Regions from separate parts of the Gossypium hirsutum genome. Here region 1 is linked to region 2. A link is a contact called in public Hi-C data. All regions are on one chromosome and are shown on one strand. The core of a region is the stretch at or near the end of the contact, and the rest is flanking DNA. Distances in the headings are between cores, read along the strand shown.

Evidence for each region. A called contact is a pair of places that touch in the nucleus more often than the background predicts.
Region 1: a Hi-C map of leaf shows a contact between it and region 2, with 4 times the contacts expected there. The contact joins the promoter of LOC107910692 here to the promoter of LOC107910699 in region 2. A contact is called at or near these places in 8 of 34 Hi-C or Micro-C datasets (anther, callus and leaf).

Annotation. Positions count from the first base shown.
Region 1 is chrD02:23,525,994-23,529,488 of Gossypium_hirsutum_v2.1, reverse strand. It overlaps LOC107910692 (serine/threonine-protein kinase BSK1), which reads left to right and starts at 1,895. Exons shown (of 10, transcript XM_016838651.2): 1 at 1,895-2,691; 2 at 2,793-2,928; 3 at 3,251-3,384; 4 at 3,468-3,495. The coding sequence starts at 2,323.
Region 2 is chrD02:23,388,497-23,392,139 of Gossypium_hirsutum_v2.1, reverse strand. It overlaps LOC107910699 (protein FREE1), which reads right to left and starts at 2,099. Exons shown (of 10, transcript XM_016838663.2): 1 at 1,064-2,099; 2 at 688-774; 3 at 443-574. The coding sequence starts at 1,900.

The sequences.
Region 1 (3,495 bases), core at 646-3,145, 140 kb before region 2:
TGGAATTTGAAAGTAGGGGGACAATGTCATAATATTTTTTCATGTAGAAGCTTATTTTTGTACTTTTTAACTAGCTATGAGGCTTCAACCTTCTGGAAATCCCGTATATGCTTTTCTAACTTCTCTATTTTCCGCTCTAAGGTATTTTAGTATAATAGCTATAACTATCATTATCTTCTTTTTCATAGCTATTATCAACATCAATATCATCTACCAAATCATCATTGCCTTAGTTTGCATGCCGACGTCTATGCTAAGAATGAATGGTTTCCTCCTCCTTTCGTGGTGGATCTTGATCATGGACCACTTTGCATACTCTCAATTCTTCTATTAGCCTTTCGTTCTTTGTGTTTCTTTCATCTGCTTGCCTCTGTTTATCCATTTGCTCTTGTATGCTTTTGTTGCTCCTCATATCTTCTCTGTTGTGAAAGCAGTTACTCCTCCATAACTTTCATCCTTTCTTGCATGTCCAAATACTATCGATTTCCTGACTGTAAATAAATTTTATTAAACACATGTTTGATTCTTGGATATGTACTTTTTAATCTTTTTATTTAAAGATTAGATTAGAGTAAATAGAAATTATATTAAAGTATGAAAGGATTATATAAAAGTATAAAAGAACAAAAGCATTATTATCATAATATAAGCTAGTTATCATTTAAAAGAAAGCATGAAAGGACAAAAGTTCAATCAACCCATAATACTAAGTTAAATATTTTATAATAAGTATAGATACTATTTATAATAATAAATAATTATCATTAAAATTTATACTATTTATAATAATAAATAATTATCATTAAAATTTATCTTTCACTTAAAATAATTAATTATTTTAATTTTAAAATTTCCAAAATTAATTATTTTTAATTAATATCATAATTCAAGAAAATAAATATTTTTTCATTGAATAAAATAATGGGTGATAAAAATTATAATGGTAAAAGTACCATGGAAGCCTCTATACTAAGAGTTAGATTACATTTTGCCTATTCTACTAAAAAATGGTCAAATTAGCCTCTATACATTAGAGGAAAGTGCAAATTGATCATTCTATTAAAATTTCACCGTTAAACACGATGACGTTGAAAATAATATCCAAGGTAAAATTAAATTTTATTTGAAACAAAAAGTATAGAACCCAATGTAGTAAAAGTATCATGGAGGCCCCTATAGTAGGAATCAGATTGCATTTTTCTCCCTTTGCTAAAAAATGAACAAGTTAGTTCTCGTATGTTAAATAAAAAAGAAAACTAGTCCTTCTGTTAAAATTCTACCAATTTCTACTGTCAAACGTTGACATGGCTAGCTGAGCAACTAGAAAATGACACATGAAGTGCCACATGTACCTCCTGCTAACGTGACAATATTTAAACAAATTTAAAAATCCTAAAAAATAAAGTTTTTATAATCATGATATCGACATAGTATTTCAAATAATTATTAAAAATTACAAAAAAAGGAAATTATTTAAAATGATAAGAAATTGTTAAAATTAATAAAAATTATTAAAAATAATGTTGAAAATGAACCTTAATAAATGGTTGTTTAAGGTAGGAGGAACCTAGACAAATAGTTATCTAGATTTATTCTGTAGTGGTTTCTTAAATAAGTATTAAATAATTATAGAAAATTATTTTTAAAAAATTATTTATAGAAAATTTATATGAGGTAATTTAGAATACAGAAATAAAATGCAATTCTAAAGAAGTCATCTAAAAATAAATATGATTAAATATGGAGTTAAGAGTGACGCAGAAATAGAAGTTGAGTAAGTAGATGAAGACAAAAAGACCCTTGAATCAAATCAAATCAAGGACGTAAAAAGGACAATTCAATAGCTATAGACTATTAGTATACTATTGTAACATACAATTGTTATTAAGGCGAGAACAAAAAATATAAGAAAGAAAGAAAGCAACGTCGAGAAAGGGACAGAAGGTTTTGTCAGTGCAGAAAGGGCAGAAAGAGGCCAACGGAAAAAGAGAGAGAGAGAGAGAGAGAGAGAGAGAGAAACAACGAAAGAAAGAAAGAGAAGCCTCTCTCTCTTTCTTTCACACTCCTATGGTGTAAACTCTCTCTCTCTCACACACACACACACACAGTCGCCCACACGACGTCGTCCTCACCTTTCCTTCCTTCCTTCCTTCGAAACTTCCCAAACCCAAATAGCTTCTCCATTCCTTCCCTCTTCCATTAATTGAATAAACTCCAAACTATATGACTTTTTTTTTAAATGATTAAATAAATCAAAGAGGAAGAGGGATCTCTATGGTTATAATTTATAAATTAGTCGTCTGAGTCAACTCACCCCGAGTTATGGGCTGCTGCGAATCCACCTTTCTAAGAAGACCCGATTCACTGCACAAAACCAATCACCACCACCACCTCTACAACACCAACACCAATCGTCTCACTCAGACCAATAATGGCCCTTCCTCACCTTCCATTGCTGGAAAAGATTCCCTTGCCGGTGGGGCTGCGGGCTTCCCTGATTTCTCCGAGTTCTCCCTTGCTGAGCTCAAGGCTGCCACCAACAACTTCAGTTCCGATTTCATCGTCTATGAATGCGGTGAAAAGGCCCCCAATGTGGTCTATAAAGGCCGCCTCCAAAACGTCAATAATCGACGTCGGATCGCCATCAAGAAATTCACTAGATTAGCCTGGCCCGATCCTAAACAATTCGCCGTATGCTTTCTTTTTTCGTTGAATCATTTCCATTTTTAGGGTTTCCCTTCTTCTGATTTTCTTTTGTTCTTTTTAATCTCTTTTTCCGTTTATCATTAAAGGATGAAGCTCGCGGTGTTGGAAAGCTTAGACATAAGAGAGTGGCTAATTTGATTGGGTATTGCTGCGATGGCGACGAGAGATTGCTTGTTGCTGAATACATGCCGAATGATACCCTTGCAAAGCATTTATTTCACTGTATGGTTCCAATTTTTACTATCACTTTTTTTTTTCTGAACAAAAGTAAACTAAATATAATTAAATTTGAGTGCAATTATTACTTCCTCTGACCTAACTTGTTGGGTGTTTATTGATGTCTTCTGTTAAGTTCTTGTTTCCAACTAATGTCTCTCAACTAGTTAGATCCTGCATGATAATATCTTTAAGTTATCACCTTAAGTCATGCTTTTCAAGTAACATAAGTAAAAATGTAAAATCATATTGTGTGGCCATATTGTCTTCCTTTTAATGTTTCACCTTTTGGCTTGAAAATAATTTCTGTTCTTTATTTGCTTGACAGGGGAGAACCAGACTATTGAGTGGGCTATGCGGTTGAGAGTTGCTTTATACATAGCTGAAGCATTAGATTATTGTAGCAGCGAAGGTCGTCCATTGTACCATGATTTGAATGCATATAGGGTTCTCTTTGATGAGGTATTGCAACAAAACTCTCTTTTTTTAGCTCTTGGTATTTGTTTTGTCGAGCATATTAATAACCTTTTTAATGGTTTTTGCAGAATGGCGATCCTCGACTTTCATGTTTTG
Region 2 (3,643 bases), core at 850-3,349:
GGCTAATTATTTTAAAAATTTTGACCGCTGTAAATGAACTAGAATATATTGCCATTGCTCTCTTCTGATAGGCACTTTTGTCAAATTCCTAATGGTCGTTTTAAGAGAATGGTAATTATTCTTGCAGATTATATATTTCTTAAGCTACAATAAACCATGCAAAATGATAATTCACTATTTTCCTTCTCCAGACTCCTGAAAAGAAATGAGTAGACTTTGTACATATGTGTGTGTATGTCTTTCTATGAATTATTTACCGAGTGTGCATTTTAAGTCAGCTTTTGTGTCCATTTGCAGGAATGCAGAATTCATCCAAAGTATGACTCTAGAGAATTTACCAACCATGACCCGGGGGGGGGGATAATGATAATGAAGAAGTGATAGAAACTAAACAATGAACTGTCATAAGAAATTAAGAAAATTATAACTCTCTGACACCAACCTGTACAGTTGCAGCTGTTACAATATCCAGAAGGGTGTTTGTAGTGTAACTGTTTGATTGCAACCCGATCCGTCTTGGTTCAATGTCAACAGAGCTCTTCGACCAGAATGCAAAAGTAGATGTGTCGGTCACCTACATAAGAAGAAAATATACCCAATGGCCACGTCATTAAAAGAGAAAATTACAAAGTAAAACATATTGAGGAAGGAAAAAAAAATTAAAAACTTATATACTATGTAACTTACTTCACATCTTGTGATGTTCTCAATGGGATATATTCTCAAAGTTCGGCTGGTGCTAGGGTCAAGCATACGAATACCATCTAAACCAATCTGACACCAAAAAGATTAAGCTATATTATGAGTCTAAAGTACTGGATGAATATAAGAACGCATTTATCTGCTATTAATAGGAACAACAATATAAATAAACCATACAGAACTAGAGACTTCCAATATGAACTAAAATGTTTGATTAACCATACAGAACTAACGAAACTCCAAATCATTTTAGCCATTCAGTTTAAATTCACACATAATTCAACATACTGAAATTGATGCCAGGAACTTCATCTTTCCAGACAAAATTAAATCAAATTCAACCAACCTAATTAAGAATTACCTGGCAAATTACATCCACGGGGCCTTCTCCTCCACCTTCACTCAACAACTTAACCCGAAACTTCTGGACCCGACTCTTTACGGCTTCCAGGGTCTCCGCCTTAGGCACCGCCCTCACAATCTTACCAGAAGATGAACCTGACGAGTCCTTCCCAGAAGGGAAATTAATGGCCCGCCCATAATCGTCGAATTGGACCCAAGTCGATGATTTTGGGGATGTGCCACTTGCCCCATAAGGCTCCACCTTTCCTCCTTCATAAGCATAAACCCCATCACCGTATCCACCATCATCACCGAAGTGTGAATAGCTATCATATCGCTTACCATAGAGATCGGATCCCATATCGTATCTGCTCTGGTTATATCGTGCTCCGAATTTATCGTCGAAATAACTGCTACTGCTTTGATCCAATTTCATGGAATTATCGTAGGGGTTGTCATAAGCAGGAGGGACAGAGGATTGTGATGATCCTATTTGATTATATGGGGTTGAATAGTATGGCGGAATAGGGTTGGGGTTGGAGTCTGGTGGAGGAGGTACATAGCTAGGATACTGATCATAAGGCTGGTAATAAGGTGGCTGGGAGACAGGTGAATCATAAGGCGGGAAAGAAGGGGCAGCGGGAGCCGACTTTGGCGCGATCGGATGCTGATTGAAAGACGGTTGCGAATTCAGGGTAGTTGGCGGCGGAGGAGCATAAGAGGGATCAGGATTTTGGTAATCGGAAGGGGAAAAAGGCGGTGCTGATGCGTAAGGTGATTGATGAAATTGGGATGGGTTGGAGGTGTTAGGGTTTGAAGGGTGATAATAGGAGGAGCTGAAATCTCCTTGTTGCATGGCTGATCTGCTCTGAATCCTGAATTTGATGCTAACTTCTAATACTATGCCGAATTTGATGGGTTATTATTCCGTCTTCCGAAAGCAAGTGCTAAATAATTTAATTTTGGCAATAATTTCACACACCAAATGATGATTAATCATTATTGCCCTCTGGATTGAAGCCCATAACTTTCCAAGCCTGCTGGGCTTCCATTCCCTTTTATTTTTTCTTCATTTGTGAGAATACTACTTATATCATGTACATTGCATGCGGTATGATGACTCTCATATTTAGAGTTATTTAGTATAATTTTCTTAGTATTTTAGGAGTTAATTTTAACATTTAGGTTACTTTTTATTACATTTTATAGTTTTTTAGATTACTTATACTTTATTTGATTTTTGCTTGTTTTTATCATTTTTATAATTACTTTGGATTCATTTGTTATTTTTTTTTCTCTATTTTTTTTTGTCATAGATGAAGAAAAGAAAACTTGGAGCAAAGAGCCAAAAGTGGTGAACAAAAGTCTTTCACTCCACCAAATTTAATTCAATGTAGTGGACGTTCCACTACAACTTCTGCATACGATTGAGCGATGCGATTGAAGAACCAAAAAATAAGGGTGGTTAGATTTAAGAAAAAAAAAACAAGGAGGAAATAACTTGGGGATAAAGAACAACTCTCTCACATTAAGAAGAACTTCAAACTTGCAAAGACAAGAAGAAAAAGAGATCTAGAGCGTTTAGGCATAAATTTTATAACTACTTTCTCTCTAGATTGTTTCTTTTTACTTTTTATTGATGCAAGTTTGTTTTAAATATTTTCTTGTGTAATTTTTTCAACTCAATATGAACTAATCTCTATTTTCTTAGAATAATAATGAACCATATTTCTTAGTTAATTAAATTATTTTCTTTTTGATTATTTTGATCATTGTTAATTATTTATTCATTCCAAGGCTTATTTAATCTGCTTGCCCAACCACCAAGTTGTATTAATTTGATAATCTTTATTCTTCTTGAAAGAGAAAATTAAGGTTGCGATCTAGACTTAATAGATTAGGATTAACTTTAATAGTGTTGACGAATGAGTTAATTTGTCGCTAGGATGGGTGTAATAGCCCAAAATTTCCCGACCCACATACAGTTCAAAAATTAAAAAAAAACCAAATAAAAATAAATAAAGTCCAAAAATAATAATATCCATTTACAGATAGCCCAATAACCCAAACAGATCCCAAATACCCACTTAACCTAGTCCAAACCAAAACCCAATTAACCTAGCCCAACTAATGTGGAAACAGAAAACCCTAACAGTATCCAGCGCTGCATTAGCCACGAGCACCTCCTTCTCCCCACGCCTCCACGCGCTGTACCGTGCCACGTCATCGTACGACCATTCCTGCAACAAACGAAAGACAAACAACGTAGCAGAGTCAGATCCCCGCGCGTGTTGCGCCTCCGCGCCAGGTCCACGCGCGCCTTTTCCAGGCTGGCCATGTCCCTCTTCCGTACGACGGTTTCACCTGCAAAAACACGCAGCAAGAAAAGTAGAAAGGGGACATCAGTAAAAAAATAGGTAATAGGAGAAAAAATAATAGCAAAAATAAATTAGAATTTTTATTATGATTGTATTTTTATTTTATCTCCGGCTATAAAAAGGGAGAAAAACAATGTAAAAGGGGCATTTTTTTCCTTTTTTTCACACACGATATCAATACAAAGAAAAAAAACATTTTAACAAAGCAAAAATCGTTCAAA